4 separate regions of the Mus musculus genome follow, and all the other regions are linked to region 1. A link is a contact called in public promoter capture Hi-C data. All regions are on one chromosome and are shown on one strand. Each heading gives the region's core, a stretch centred on a gene start, on an enhancer-like site or on the middle of the called end of the contact. The rest is flanking DNA. Distances are from core to core; before and after follow the strand shown.

Region 1 (3,809 bases), core at 645-3,144:
GAATATATCCTGGTCTTAACCCAAGCCTTACAGAGTCCTGTAAATTCAGCATAACTATCGCCTCTTCTATTCCCCCCATAGAGTGGTCATTCATATTAGCTTCACATCGAACTACTACAATCTGGGTGGCTCTGAACAAAGGGAATGAATTCTCTCGGTTCTGAAGTTAGGCTTCTAAAATTAAGGCGTCTCTGAAGAGAACAAACTTCCTTGCCCAGTGCTGCTATGTCTATACTACTGCTTGGCTTGCAGCTACGGCACTCCAGTTTCTCTTACTTTTTAAAAAATTACTTATTTACGTTTATCTATCTACTTGTAGCCATGCACCATACTGCGTGTGCAAGTGTGGAGGTCAGAGGATAACCTGTTCGAGTTGGTTCTCTCCTTCAACCAGGTAGGTCCCAGGGATCAAACGCAGGTCTTAAGGCTCGACAGCAAGTGCCTTTCCTACCAAGCCATCTTGGGGCCCTCTGCTTCAATCCTTACTTTGTGCTTTCCCCCTCCCCCCTTATCTGAAGGACATCACACAAGGCAACCTTAGATTGATAACATCTGCTAGTTGCAAACAAGGCCACACCCTCATTTGGCAGCAGGGAGTTACAACTTAAAACATATCTTTTGGAGCAACATGATTCCCTCCACTATATTATCTCTATGTTCTCAACTGTCAGAGCACACATCATTTTCTTACACAGCAATATAATTATTTTCGGCAATCAACTCAGTCCAAACTTCTCACTTATCTTTTATCCCAAGTCTCCAGCATAGTTTCTCAATAACAGTTGAATTATGGGCAAAGTTTTACTTCCTTGTGCTCTTGTCTACTTCATAGCCTTTGTTCCTTTTCACTACATAGGCCCATAAATTACTGTTGCTACTTTGTACTTTCTGTCCAGGACTGAACACTCTGTAGTAGTGAGACACAATTTTACATGCTTTCTACACTGTCTTCAAATGGATACGTCATACAGTGGACATTGCCCAAGTAAACCATGTTTACTTTGATTTGAAATACAAAAGTCCCCCCAAAATGGTTAGCTATGTCTGTTACTAGTTGTGCACAGATAATGTACAGTGCATCCACATGAGTATACACTGTATCCATCTTACAGATGTTGGTGAGTGGGAAGGTCTTTGTGGATAGTTTTCAAAGAAAGGAAGTCCAACACAGAGATAAATTAAGTCTTCTCTGTGCGGATGACCAGAAATCCAAATACCAGGAAGCCTTCCAGTAACTTTGTCCCCACCCAACGCCCAAAGCTCTGCATTCACACAGATCAGGGTGATAATCTTTCGGTACCCTCCTTTCATCACCATTCAAGAACACAAACAGCACATACTGCTCTGTTCACAGACCAGTAAACACTCAAGAAAAGTCTTGTTAAAATCCCATCTAATTGCAGCCCCAAGGTTGCGTCGAATAGGGTATTTCTGGTTACTTTCCAAAGTGCCACACGCCCGAAATTATTCTGCCCAGCGAGAAAAACCGTAAGGGAACAACAGGACCAAGTTTCCAACACACATCCTGGACACAAAGGCTCCTCTGTAAGCCACAGGAAACTGCGGCGGGGCAGGAAGGTGAGGATGTGGGACCCTGATGTGACCTACGGAGAACTGAAAAGCCCAGGGGACCACTGTGGAACGTACAGCCCACGGGAGAAGCCCCCGCCTGGGAACTGACGGGCGTGGGCGTGGGCGCGAGCGTTTATAGGCTCCGCAAAACACCTCTGCCGCGCATTCGGGAGGCCGCGGTCTGCAGGAACTCGCACACCCGCACACAGGCTGCTCGCCATGCAGCCTGGAGCCAGGAGCGACCCCACCCACTAGCCGCGGGCGAGGGTCGCAGTGTACCTTTAACGCCCGCCATGTCTCTGGAGCTGGGGCTGTCGCTGCTTCCGGCTTTCTCCAAAAGCCGCCCACACCCAGACTAGCCAGGGCCGGCGCGCGAATCCAAAGCCCGGCCCGCCCCCTGACGGTATTGACTTCCTACCCAACCAACGGAGCCCCGCCCCTTCATTAGGCCCCGCCCCTGATTTTAGACTCCGCCCCATCCCGTGGCTTCCCGCCCCCAGAAGCCCAATCCCACCATCCATGCAGAACCTGATTCCTACTGGTTTAGAATTCTGCCAATTACAACCTCACACCCAATTATGCCAGATTCTGCCCTACAGGCACTCAGTATTTCCTATACTGGTTCTGATCCCTGCCACTCTGAGCTCCTCCTCTGCCGGGCCCGGTTCCGCTCGGCCCACAGTTCCGCCACTCTGGCACATAATCCTGCCTCCAGCTCATGGAGACCCTCCCCCAACGCCTTCCTCCACTTCGCGGACTCCGCCCCCAGTTGGCTGAGCTCAGTCCCTGCCAGCACGGATCCCAATCCGCCATGCAGAACTCCACCCCATTGGACTGATCCCGCCTCCGCCACTCATAGCTCGGACTCTACTGGTCCTACTTCCTGCCACTCAGAACTTCATTCCAGTAGTCTCCCAGTTTGTTCAGCACCGCCCCGCTGGCCGGGAACTCCGCTCCTAGTCTCAGCCCCCTCCCACTTTGATTACTTCAGAATAACTCCTTTATTTTAACTCTTCGGGGGATCCTGGATTCTGAGACATCTCAGCCCTGTTTCTCAATCTGGGGTCCATCCCTTCCTCACTGTCGTGACTTGGGGCCCAGGCTCTGCCTCAGGAGATTCTAGATGCTCACCATCACCCTGGCTGGCTGTTAGGAAACTTGCCTGAAAGGACTGGTGGAAAAAGTGGGGCACGGGATAAGGATGGGGAGAGGTTACCTTCCAGGACGACTCTTCCTGTGTGCCTGTGTGGTTTGTTTTGAGAGTGTGTGGCTGATATAGTAGAGATCGGGAGTGAGTGACAGCACCAGAAATCAGGATTAGAGATATCCCTATGTAAGATCTTTGACTTTTGTATAGATTTGCTTGCTTTGTAGCAAACTACATTAACATTTTGTGTAAACTACCGCGTCCGTCTATCCCCCTCATTCATTACAAACTCTGTGGGTCCGGATTTCTTTAGGTCCTTAAATAAACGCAGGCCTGCAAGTAACTAAGGCCAATTTTCACTCCTCCAGATCCATCTTATTCTTACCTTCTTCAGTGGAATCTTCCTTCATCTTAGAAACCATCCAGTAGTCCAAGTCCTCTACAGAAAGCAGTTCAGAAAGAATAGGAACTGAACCAAACAGCTCTTTAGACAAGGTTAGAAAGTCAAAACCCACGAAGTTCTAAACTTAAAAGGAAAATATGTATATACACATATATATGTATATACATATATATATGCTTAATCTGCTAAGAACCTAGTATACAATCAGTGATTCTGAGAGGCACATTTGCATAACTTACCACAATAGAGCAATTGTTCTCCTTTAGACTGTTAATACTATTGTAACCATTACAACAAGTTAAGCCATTGTACCATTGAGAGTGTGTACAGGATGAAGCTTGTACACAGGGTCTGCAGTGTCAGGCATGTGCCAGCATCATGGACAACGTACCTGGTGAAAATGGGGGATTATGGTGCCTATAAAAGCACTCAGAAAATTGCTCTGCCAGACCTGTGTTTTTAACTTCTCCTTTATAAGCACTGAGATCTGTTAGTGAGGAGGTAGGTTTTTCCCACCTTAAATAAAGAGATTATGTGATGTAAACCGTCCCACTCTCCTTCCACCCTCAACCACACTGTTTGTTTCTCTCCGACTGCTTTCTGCCAACAACAACTGGACTGAGTACTTTACCTGAGAAAGTGGACTTTTCCTGTGCCAGATGTTGCACCAAAAACCATCCTACTCAC
Region 2 (3,809 bases), core at 661-3,160, 1.9 Mb after region 1:
CATCAATCATCAATCAAAATGCAATCAGGTATAGTGACGCATGCTTCCTATCCCAGCATTTTTGAGGCAGAGGCAAGCAAATCTCCAAGTTCAAGGCCAACCTGGTCTATAAATCCAGTTCCAGGACAATCAGAGCTACACAGAAAAACCCTGTCTGAAAAAAAATTATTTTTTAAAAAAGAAAGAAAAGCACCAGTCTTGCCAATAAGCCAGCCTGGTGGGAGCATTTTTTTTTTTTAAGGTTTATTTACTATTATATCTAAGTACACTGTAGCTGTATTCAGATGCACCCGAAGAGGGCGTCAGATCTCATTACAGATGGTCATGAGCCACCATGTGGTTGCTGGGATTTGAACTCAGGACCTTCAGAAGAGCAGTCAGTGCTCTTAACCACTGAGCCATCTCTCCAGCCCGGGAGCATTTTTTTTTTTTTTAGTTGAAGTTCTCTTCAACTAAAGCTTCCTACTCTAGCTTGTCGAATTGACAGTAAACTAGCCAGCACACATGTATGGTACTACAAATTAATAAAAAAAATAAATAAATTGAGCTAGAGAAAGTAGCCAAGGAACTAAAGGGATCTGCAACCCTATAGGTGGAACAACATTATGAACTAACCAGTACCCCGGAGCTCTTGACTCTAGCTGCATATGTATCAAAAGATGGCCTAGTCGGCCATCACTGGAAAGAGAGGCCCATTGGACTTGCAAACTTTATATGCCCCAGTACAGGGGAACGCCAGGGCCAAAAAGGGGGAGTGGGTGGGGAGGGGAGTGGGGGTGAGTGTATGGGGGACTTTTGGGATAGCATTGGAAATGTAAATGAGGACGATACCTAATAAAAAATTAAAAAAAAAAAAAGAATTGAAAGAACACCCTGCATTGTATTTAACCATACATTTTTAAAGCCACAGATCAACAACAGAAACAACAACAACAAAAATTACCTAAGGGGGTAGGGTTAATGAGGAGGGGGGTTCTCTGGAGAGGTCTTGTGAGATGAAATGAATATTGTTATTTGAACTGAGAAACAGAAAAAGATACGTTCCCTGGGTGAGTGATGAGCAACAAGTTCCAGTAGAATTATGTACAGTATGGTTCTGCAAGCATGTTATTCCAACAAACGAGCTTATGAGGAAATGCCATTCACTTGTTATTCAGAACAAAATTGCTATGCGAGCAAAGATCATTTCTAGTCCTTTCAATGTCCTTCCATCCTTAGAGTTCGGTTGGCAGAAAGCAGGAACCCACTTGACTAGAGAAGGTAGTCGGGGTGGACAAATGTGGGCAGGAGAAGGGAGGAGAGAGTGAGGGATACTACATTTTCGGAAGTCCTGTGTGAAACACAGTGAAACACGAGGTCTCACCGTGTTGCTCTGGCTAGCCTAAAACTCTCCAATGTAGAACAGGCTGGCCTGGAAACCTGAGATCCTCCTGCCTCTGCCTCCCAGTGCCACCATTCGGGCTATCTCCCCCTTAAACAGCAGGCGACTGCTGTGCCACCTGCAAGAGCAGCTCAGCAACTTTCTCAGGAGGCCACGCACAGATAGCAGGCACATCCCGACAAGGGGCCAGACCGTCAAGTCCCAGACTTCTTTTTCCTGCTAAGGTACCCTCGGGACATCAGCCTCGGGAGGGACAGACCCACAGGACGGCGGGGACAGGGTCGCCGAGGCCAATCCGGCCAGGCCGCGTCACTTCTGCAGGACAGCCACACGCCGGGGATCTCGGGGATGGGCGAGACCTCCCAACAAGCCCCCGAGAAGCCCGCTCGAGCCGGCTGCCGGGACCTCCCGACGCCTGCCGCCTCCAGACCTCGGCAACCCCAGGCTCTTACCAGCCTCTGCTCTCCAGAATTGGCGCCCGCAGAGAACCAGCGAATGCGCCTGCGCACTCACAGCCCGAGGAGCACGCGCGCTCCCAGCGGCGCTCACGGGAGCGAGCCCGTAAGGCGAGGGGGCGGAGTGGTGGGCGGAGTCATCGTGGAGGGGCGGGACTGGGAGAGCTAGACTGCCACGTTGCGGGAGGCGGGGTGCAAGCCCTGGAATTCGAGAAGCCTGGCGGCTGGGGTTAGGTCAGGGGCAGGTGGAAAGCCCCTTGCTCCTCTTTCCCGGGACCACGGCCAAAGCTTGAGCGGCTGCTTAGCCCACGGATTCCTGTGAGGGGCGGCTCCTGCGCTCTTCGCACTGGCGAGCCCTTGGCCAGTCCTCATCCCGAGTGGCAGGTCTTCCTCCTGGGTCAGTGCCCTACAGCAGCCAGCCTACTTTCTTAGAGCTAAGCAAAGACTACTTGCCCCAGTAAAGTTGAGAAGTTACTTCTAGTGAGAAACCGTTTCTAGAGCCTCTGGGTTGAGCCTATGAGCAGCAATAGCTACACACGGTGACATTCTCACCTCTAGGGAGGCTGAGGCAAGAGGATGGAGAGTAAGAGGGTCAGCCTGAGATACACAGCAAGACCCTGTCCCTGACCCGCCAAAAAAAAAAAAAAAAAAAAAAAACTCCGTCCCAGAATAGACACTACATGCCCCATCAGGCAACTTGAACCATCCGTTCCCACATTTGCCAAAAATAATATCCCCCTCCTTCCCTCACACCCTGCTTTTGATTTGTGCCATTTTGTAGACACCAACTCTGACATAAGTGAAAACAAATATTGAGTATTGCTGGGGGAGGTGAATTGGGGGTGGGGGAAGAAGTATGTGTTACCTGTGTGTACTTGAAGAGATCAAAGGTCGATGCTGGTGTCTTTCTCTATCCATCCCCACCTTACATTTTGAGACAGTCTTTCACTCAACCTAGAGCTCACCTGTTTGACTACACTGGAGTCTCTGCTCTCACAAAATTCTCTTCAAAAAGCATTTCCCATGCAAAAAAAGAATAGAAAGCAGCACAATGAAGTGCACACTGTCACATTAGTAGTATACACACCACAGTCCATGGGAGTTAAGACAAGACTTGGACTCGGTGTAAACTATTAACTGTCAGGAAAGGCTTCTTCCTGAATGAGCCACCTTAGCTTTGAAAGAAAAATCAGACACAGGTGATAATGGATGTGTCAGAGGGAAAAGTTATGGTTAGACCAGGGTGAGAACTAGGAAGGGTCAATGGGACAGGGGATGTGTAAAGGTCTTTGTAATGTAGGAAGTGTGCAGGACAGCAAGGTTAAAGGAAAGAATATTATGGGATGGTCCCCAAGGTAGTGTGTTGGGAAGCTTGGAATCGACTTGGAAGAAGATGCTACACTGTAGTGAATTTGATGTGATGTCAACACAACAAAATACTAACACTTGTGTGCCACTTGTGAATCAGAACCTAGGAAAGATGCTGGAGCTAAAGATAGAACGTTTTTATTTGCTGAAGAAATGAGGGAGCTAATGGGGAAGAAAGATAAGCAGCTGTACTTAAGTGAGCGTGTGTTAGCCCGCCAGGAGGAGGTGAGCTGATGAAGTCTCTAGCATGCTGACACATGCTGTCTGAAGCCCAGCACATTACAGGATCACACATACATGAAACACCTTGGACACGCCAAAAATCCATGTGTTCGTGTGTTTAAGCTTCTGCCAAATGAAAGATGAAGCATTGCTATGTTATGTCACACTGAGACCAGAAGAAAAAGGCAAGCTACTATTTAAACTAGTAACGGTAATAAAACATGTCATTCAGAAATATGAAAAGGAAAATATATATCAAAGTGATAAAAAGTTATTAATGTCCTCTTCTGGCCTCTCAAGCCAAATAGTTTTTAACTAATAGTTAAAATAATAGTTTAATAGTTTTTAATAGTGTTTATCATGGAATTGGTAAACTGTTTATT
Region 3 (3,809 bases), core at 521-3,020, 1.8 Mb after region 1:
AATCAACTGCAGTTGGATCCCCCCATAGCAGGATTAACTATCATTTCATTCACATTTCTATAATACAGCTCATGTCAAATCACTGGATATTTGAAGTTCCACCGATTACATTGAGCTTTATAAAGTTCCTTTACTAGTAATAATATTTAGTGTCTATACAGCATGTCTGCTCATAAGACATTAATATACAATCAAACGTCTTATTTAATCCTTTCTACACTGACCAGGCACTTTTTGTCCATTTTACAGATGATGAAATTGAGGGACAGAGATGTCACCCAGTCAGTGGTAATTTGTGAAATCTCAGTCATTTCTTCTTTTAATGTGAATGAAGGTTTATTGAACAAAGGCTACTATGCAGGGCAAAATTGTTCTGGTGGTCTAATGGCTTCCAACATTGCTTTATCCTGCGTTGACTTCTAAAAATACATTCCAATCTAATAAATTGAATAGTTCAAGTTGAACAATAAGATGACACAGGTAGGGTCCCCTTCAGGACTCATTGGATTCATACTCAGGAGGCCTAAATCACTGGCACCTTCTTGAATTATGTAGGTCTTTTACACTTGGGAAAGAAAGATAATAATCGCTTATCATGGATGAAGTACCCTATTTATAATACACAGACCGCCTGCCTGACACTTTCATATTACACCAGATTTAGAAGGACCCCATAGGGATGTGGTGTCACAGTCTGGTTACTGCAAATTGGTATCACCATAATTAAACATCGGTTTTAAACACATATGCGTGCGCGCCATCTCACAAACGGGAAAGAAAACTATTCCAATAAGGAAGAGCAAGCACTCGGCTTACAGCAAGCAATTTAAAAACATTTTTAAGGATCTTCAAGTGCTCCTTCCAAATGGGGTTATTCTCACATGAAAATCCCTGGACAGAAATGTTCCAGAATTCTATTCTTTCCCTTCCTGTGAAGACAGTCCAAACTGAAGCTTAAATAAATATATAATTGCACCCCTAGGGCTCGGAAACCACCTTTTATTTAAAATTCTAGCCCAAGTCTGAGACAGGGGCCTGGAGAGTATATTGTAGCAAACGGCTCCATAAATAACTAGGCACACAATAAGCAGGAAAAATAAACTGTTAAAAGCGCCTAAGGCGTCTAAAGGGCCAAATGAAAACAGAGAGCCATCCAGTCACCGTCGCTGCACCGTGAAACAGTCACAACTAATCCCAGACAAGCTCTCTCCGTTTTTTGTACTCCTCTGGCCACGATGCTGCATCCCCTTGTGTGTTTCGGGGCATGCACCGGCTCTTAGGAGGACACAGAAGTAAACGTAGCAGATGGGAGAGGCGGCCGCACAATGAAGAGCAGAGCGAGCGACAGAGCAAGAGAGAGGCTTGGTGGCTACCTAATTTCAGCTCACAAACCAAGAAGAGCAGCCAATTTTCGTTAGTAGATCCGCGAACCTCTCGGCGCAACCGGACAGACCTCCGCCTTTTTTAGATTACCATAGCAACTGCGCCTCGCCGCCACCGGAAATAAGAGGCAGAGCACCTTCCAAACGCTCCGACCAGAGATTTGTGGACCATTGACCGAGAGAGAACAGCCATGGCATTGTAGCTTATCTGTTGCGAGGCTGGCATGTCCACAATAGTGAGGAGGGTCGTGCGCTGCATGCGGCTGGGGCTAAATGGATTCTGGCCTTAGACTCCCTGCACCATTTCCTTGAACACGTTCAGGCTCTTTCTCGCGCGGAGACTGTTTCCGGCGAGCTGCATACGGGGTGACACCTCATCCAGCGCTTACTACGCGGGCTTTTTATGCTTCCGCGTTTGCGGTTTCTCAGTTGGTTCTGTCCAGCAACGGAGTCCCGAAATGCCGTAGGTATCCCTTCCCCAGACGTTGCTGTTTTGTGGGCCCTCTATGAGCAAAAAGAGTATACAGGAAGAGTATGCCGTCCCATGGTCACCTTGTCTTTTTTATTTCTATAAACTTTTCTCTGTTGACAGCGTCGGGATGCTTGGTATTCCCAACCTACCTCTACCCTTCCAACACTTCTTTGACTCTTAAAACTTCACATCATTGTGTAAGCTGCGGGCTAAATCTGAGTAATGTCTAACTTGAAATGACTAAGAATGAAAGAGTATATTAAGTAAACATTTCTCTGTAATTTGTAGAATTTTTAAATGCTTGTTAAGCATTTGTGTAGTGAGTTCTCTGAAACTCGGGAGAGATTTCATGGACTGAATGGATTTCAGGCACTGAAAGATTCTTAAGATTATCACTTAGCAACTCAGTAATAAGTGATTTACTTTTCTTACTTATAAAAATAAGCTTGAAAAAAGTAAAAAGTGGGTTTGTATTGGGTCATCTTTAAGTTACAGCCCAACCCCAATAATGTGATTACCGAAAATGACCATAGTAGAGATGGGTATTGTGCTAGACTGCTACCCTTCGGCTACCCTACATAGGCTATATAAAGCACAGTTAGCGGTTGTATAAACAGGTTTTTTTTTTTTTTTGTTTTGTTTTGTTTTTAAAAAAAACAGGGTCTTTTTAAAGAATTTGAGGGAGGAGGAAGACCTAACTCTTGTAATACTTCTTTGGCTACCCCCGTACCAGGCTGATTTAGGTACTTCCTGCTAGGGTAACATTTTCCTGTTTGAGTAAAATGCAAACTAAGATATTATCGGGGATACTTGTGTAAGATATGAGCTGACATAAAAGAAGGAGGACCTTCGGAAATAACAATATTTATTAACTCACCATTCTAAAAAGGTTTATCTTTTAATGCATTAGAAAAATGTCTATTATAACATTGCTGGCAAAGATGAGGGAACAAAACTTAAGCAGGAAAAGAATGAAAATGAATTTGGTGTGTAAACTATGTTCCTGATCTGTTTACAGAAGTGAGGAACCAAAATCTATTGGAAGTGGATATTTTTCTGGCAACTGGCAACTTTAATATATGAGTAGATGTTGTTATATTAGAAGAGTTTCATTAAGTACATTGACATCCCATATTTTTAGCAGTTGTGTTGGTTGGTCCATTTTTCTAAAGAATCAGGGGCTTGTATAACCCAGGCTGATCTTAAACTCACTTTGTAGCTGAAGAAAACAACAAACTTCTAATTTTCCGTCCACCTCCCCCAGTGCTGGGATTGCATACCGCCCACTGTTTATTCAGTGCTGGGGGTCCAACCTAAAGCTTTGTGTATAGTAACTGAGCACTGTACCTGATGAACTACATCCTAGACCCAGCTTTGCTGCTAATGTGTTTTAGCAAAGAGATTAAAGCCATCATAATAATTTCATGTATGAAGCATAGTCACGCTGTAGCGCAGTGGTTCTCAACCTGTGGGTTATGACCCCTTTGGTGGTCGAACAGCCTTACACAGGGGCCACCTAAGACCACTGGAAAATATAGATATTTACATTATGATTTATAACAGTAGCAGAATTAAAGTTATGAAGTAGCAACAAAATAATTTTATTAAAGGGTTGCAGCATTAGAAGGGTTGAGAACCACTGCTTTGGTAGCAGAGTTCCGTCTTCGTTAGTGAGATGCTTTGTTTTTAAATGTGATAAACTATGAAGTCAAAGTGGTACTAATAGAAACCTTGGGAAGTTCTTATAAAAGATAGCTAAAAAAAAAAAAAAACCATTTTTTTTATAATGTGGATGAGTGTTTTGCCTGCATGTATGTATATGAATCACTTACAACCTGGTACCCAGGGAGGCCAGGAGAGATCATCATGTGCCCCAGAACTGGAGTCAGAGATGATAATGAGCCACCATACCGTTGCTGGGAACTGAACCCCAGTCTTCTGTAAGGGTAGCAAGT
Region 4 (3,809 bases), core at 495-2,994, 1.1 Mb before region 1:
AAATTGATTTAACCATAGAATCTTAACAATCTCACTTAGCTCTCTGAACACAAGACCAGGCTCTAAACGGAATGATGCGCTGCCTCCATTTAAGGCTATTTCCCTGAATCTATGAGCTTCTACCCCAGAATTCTTCTCTCCCTGGAGTCACACTAATGACATTTGACATGATGACGGGGGGGGGGGGGTGGGAAGGGGGAAAGGAGGGTGGCGGAGAGACAAGGGGAGCTTCACTGGTTTTGTTGAAACCATCTCCCTTTTATTCCAGTTTGGTAAATTGCTAAGGTCCATTGACCATTGGCAACTGGTAGGACAGACCTTGGCTTTAGGTGGCCCCTCTGACATTTCTGTGGCTGATCTGAGACCCATTATGCACTAGGTTCTGCATTATAAAATCTAGCCTGGGTCCAAAATTTCTGCCTGTCATCTTAGGAAAGGCCAGGAGTTTTACCCCATCCTGCAATGTGAAAACAGATAATCAAAGGCAACATAGAGCTGTCTGCTTCTTCTCTGACCAATTTGTTGCTTTTTCTGAGGTGATGTTGGCTGTCACTATCTTAGACTGGAAAGGGCAAGCTGGTAGAATAAAATGTAGTTTAAATAGCATCTCCCAGGGGAAGGTCCTCCCTACACTTAGTATTAAATGCAGTAAGATAATCAGCAACTAATCACTTGATGCTAAACTAAGAGCCATTTCCTCTACGAACTGGTCTGAACCTGATGAAGGAGCAAAGAGGCCCAGGTCTTTTTCTTAGATCGTTCATTCTGCTGCAATGACAGCCCTCATAAAACTCCAGTTTATGAACCAAATTTGTTGCACCCCTCACTCCAATACTATAATGCAAACCTCAAAGATCAGAATATCTTATAAGATATGTAAGCAGTTCACTGAAAATGCCAGCATAGATAACTCTCTCGATGACCTCTTCTGTCTAATATCAATTTCGGAAAATACTTTCCATTGCAAAGATTTAACCAGCGTGCTTAACCTTCCACAGAAACCCCTTATCTTCTTCCCCAACTTGTTTGTTCTGAGACCTTATTCTTGGCTGCCTCAGCTCTCTGCAAACACTTAGGCTTTTCTCTTTTCAAAGAGGCTGGGAGCTGTGGAGATTCTGAGCTAGACAGAAACCCTGTGGTTTGATTCCATTAGTCTAAGCCTGGGCCCGGTTGCAAGCAAGCTGCAGTATCTGCTTGCAAAAATCCTGGCAGCCAGGTTCTAGACACAGACACCACGGGCTGCATGCATTCTTCCATACTGGTCTACCCAAATCTTGCCTGGAGCCAGCCAACCACAGCAGAGGGAATCCTACCTTCCATCATGGTGGCAGAATTGCATTCCTTATTTTCCAAGAAGTCAGAAAAAACACAGGAGGATACGCTTCCAGGTCCCAGCTAAGTCCTCACAAAGCTGCCGCTGAGGTCTGCTCTGCTTGCTGCCAAGCCAAAGGAGACAAGTGTTAACCCGAAAGACCGGCCATGGATGCAGCTAGTGCTGCTTCACCTACAGTCTCCCAGGAAGATGCTGTGAGAGAAAGGCAGAGAGGAACAGCAAGCCGGCGAGCTGCACCGCCTGCGCTGCCTCGGCCAATCCCTTCAGCTCTGGACCGCGTCACATGGTAGCCAGCCTGCATCTCCTGACACAATACCCCCGGAGAGCGCACGGAACCCATTTCCCGTCCCCATTGCTCGCTACCCCCACTGCCTCCCGCTCCTCTCCAAACACACAGCCCCTTCCCCACCTGGTGACGCACTTCCCCCGCCCCTCCTCGTGGTCCTTGCAAGCCTATTGCGGCTCTGGGGCGCCCGATGATCTGAACTGCCACCCTGACAGGGGATGCCAGCAAGAAAGAAGCCCAGGAGGCTGATCCCAGGGATTTTTTTTTTTTTTTCGTTTTTCTCTCTTTTACTTATTTTTTTAAGAAAACACTTCTTAGTAATTCCAGATCTTAGCAACACACGTTTACACTCCCATTCCAACCTCACTTTGACCTGAAGGAATTTCAAATGTCAGCGCTTGGCCTCTGTGCACATCTGTCATCTGTGGCTGGCTCGCGCTCTCTTTAGGTCTCTCTGGCCCCCACACCCCCCGCGCCCTGTCTCTCTGTCTAGGTCTCTCTGTCTCTCCTTGTGTGTCTCTTCCTCTCATTCACGAGAGAAAAATCAATTCGCTGACGTCACATCATAAACAACCATCCCCCAAAGGATGATGCAGGAAAAAAAATTCATCCCAGCTGCCTTGAAAGGAAGCAGGAAATTAATTGCGCATGACATGCCCAAGGGCTGGCAACTGTCATTAAAACAAAGAAACAAAAGAACCCACCCGATTCGGGCTCTGGAATCAAACAGGCGATGCTCCAGCTCATTTCTGGGGCGAGAGGCGGGAGAGGGGGATTGAAGGCAAGAGTCTAAGCGTTGGCCGCCTCAGGCGTGCGCGAGTCGCCTCCTCCCACGCACTCCGCTCCGCAGCCGCGACCCCGGGGCTGCGGGGGCCCTCCGTCACCGCGTCCTCCAGCCGAGCTGGGCAGACGCCTGCCCCAGGTGGGGAGCCTCGCTTGCAGCCTCGGCTACAGCTGCCAACTGAAGCCGCTGCTACATGGCAGGTTTTGCAAGACGCTCCTCCTGCAGTCTTCAGTCGCCTAGGAGCCCAGTCGTTCACCCCAAGGGAAATCCAGAGAGGAAGGCAATCGGTCCAGGTTGCGCTGGAGGAATGGGCGGAGCCTGGGCCTTGGCAACTTGCTAGAATGGGGAAAGGTTCAGGCACAAGGTCTGGTGGAGCTGAGGGTCTGTCACCTGAGTGCTATCAAAAGTCCTAGGAGTCCTTCAAAGGGAGGGACTCCCAGGCCTGGTGTCCTGTGATCCTGGGTTTAACCAGGCTAAAACAAAGCAAAAAGAAATAAATTGAATCGAGTAAGGAAGGCCTATCACTGTAGGGAGCAGATGATGAAAAGGCTAGAGAAAGGTCTTTAAACTAAGGAAGAATAGCAAAGCCGGGGCTATGAAAATCTCTTTATTGAAGATCAGGTCAGAAACTAACAATAGGGCTGATCATTTATAACACCCTCACTTAGTATTACCCAGATCTCGACATAGTCTGATTCTTTCCTCCAGAGGGAATACGAGATATTGGTGGCTATGAAATACTAAAGAGGCCGAACGAAGAGATGAATTAGTCAAAATCAAAAAGCAACTCAGCTTCTTAGTAACTTACAAGAGTTTTATAATAATAATTAATGATAATAGCAATAATAATAATTTTTAAAAGCCTCATTGTTTTCCCACAAGGATCCATCTTTCTGTGGCTTCTGCATTTAAACATTAAAGTCTCCTGAGAGCTATACATGCTCGTGGCTTTTTCCCGAGGCCTATGAGGCCGTAGAGTTTTAAAAGGAAGAGATTACAAAGTAACACTTGTCTTAAGGGCAAGTTGATTGGCTCTAAAAACTGTGGTGGGTTATTGAATAAAGGATGTGTGTGTGTGTGTGTGTGTGTGTGTGTGTGTGTGTGTGTGTGTGTGTGATTAGCAAATTATTTTAATGAAGATTAACAACAGGGATGGAGACTGGTATCAAACAATGAAATGGAATCCTGTCTCTTCTTCATTGAGGTCTGAGAACAGAGGCCAGTTATACAACTCTGGACTTTGGCTTCTTACCTATAAAATGGAAGTTAGAATAAGTCCACAAGCCTATAAACCAGTGGTTCTCAGCCTGTGGGCCGTGACCCTTTTGTAGGTCAAATGGCAGTGGTTACCTAAGACCATCAGAAAACATAAATATTTGCGTTGGGATTTGTAACAGTAGCAAAAG

The links. Promoter capture Hi-C pulls out the DNA fragments that hold promoters and counts their contacts.
Region 2: a promoter capture Hi-C map of pre-B cells shows a contact between it and region 1, with 4 times the contacts expected there. The contact joins the promoter of Alg6 here to the promoter of Leprot in region 1. A contact is called at or near these places in 3 of 39 promoter capture datasets (the C10 cell line, liver and pre-B cells), 5 of 484 Hi-C or Micro-C datasets (CD4 T cells, the G1E-ER4 cell line, muscle stem cells and 1 more) and 1 of 9 other capture datasets (liver).
Region 3: a contact with region 1 is called in a promoter capture Hi-C map of pre-B cells, with 5 times the contacts expected there. The contact joins the promoter of Itgb3bp here to the promoter of Leprot in region 1. A contact is called at or near these places in 3 of 39 promoter capture datasets (hippocampal neurons, liver and pre-B cells), 2 of 115 datasets of contacts at active chromatin or transcription factors (astrocytes and large pre-B cells) and 2 of 9 other capture datasets (adipose tissue and liver).
Region 4: a contact with region 1 is called in a promoter capture Hi-C map of hippocampal neurons, with 3 times the contacts expected there. The contact joins the promoter of Sgip1 here to the promoter of Leprot in region 1. A contact is called at or near these places in 1 of 39 promoter capture datasets (hippocampal neurons) and 1 of 115 datasets of contacts at active chromatin or transcription factors (astrocytes).

What each region holds. Positions count from the first base shown.
Region 1 is chr4:101,645,868-101,649,676 of GRCm38.p6, reverse strand. It overlaps Leprot (leptin receptor overlapping transcript), which reads right to left and starts at 1,894. Exons shown (of 4, transcript NM_175036.4): 1 at 1,852-1,894. The coding sequence starts at 1,867.
Region 2 is chr4:99,713,731-99,717,539 of GRCm38.p6, reverse strand. Alg6 (asparagine-linked glycosylation 6 (alpha-1,3,-glucosyltransferase)) reads right to left here and starts at 1,910. Exons shown (of 15, transcript NM_001081264.1): 1 at 1,834-1,910.
Region 3 is chr4:99,827,119-99,830,927 of GRCm38.p6, reverse strand. Itgb3bp (integrin beta 3 binding protein (beta3-endonexin)) reads left to right here and starts at 1,770. Exons shown (of 9, transcript NM_026348.4): 1 at 1,770-1,845. The coding sequence starts at 1,841. Efcab7 (EF-hand calcium binding domain 7) reads right to left here and starts at 1,483. Exons shown (of 14, transcript NM_145549.2): 1 at 1,374-1,483.
Region 4 is chr4:102,758,070-102,761,878 of GRCm38.p6, reverse strand. It overlaps Sgip1 (SH3-domain GRB2-like (endophilin) interacting protein 1), which reads right to left and starts at 1,744. Exons shown (of 26, transcript NM_001285852.1): 1 at 1,314-1,744. The coding sequence starts at 1,323.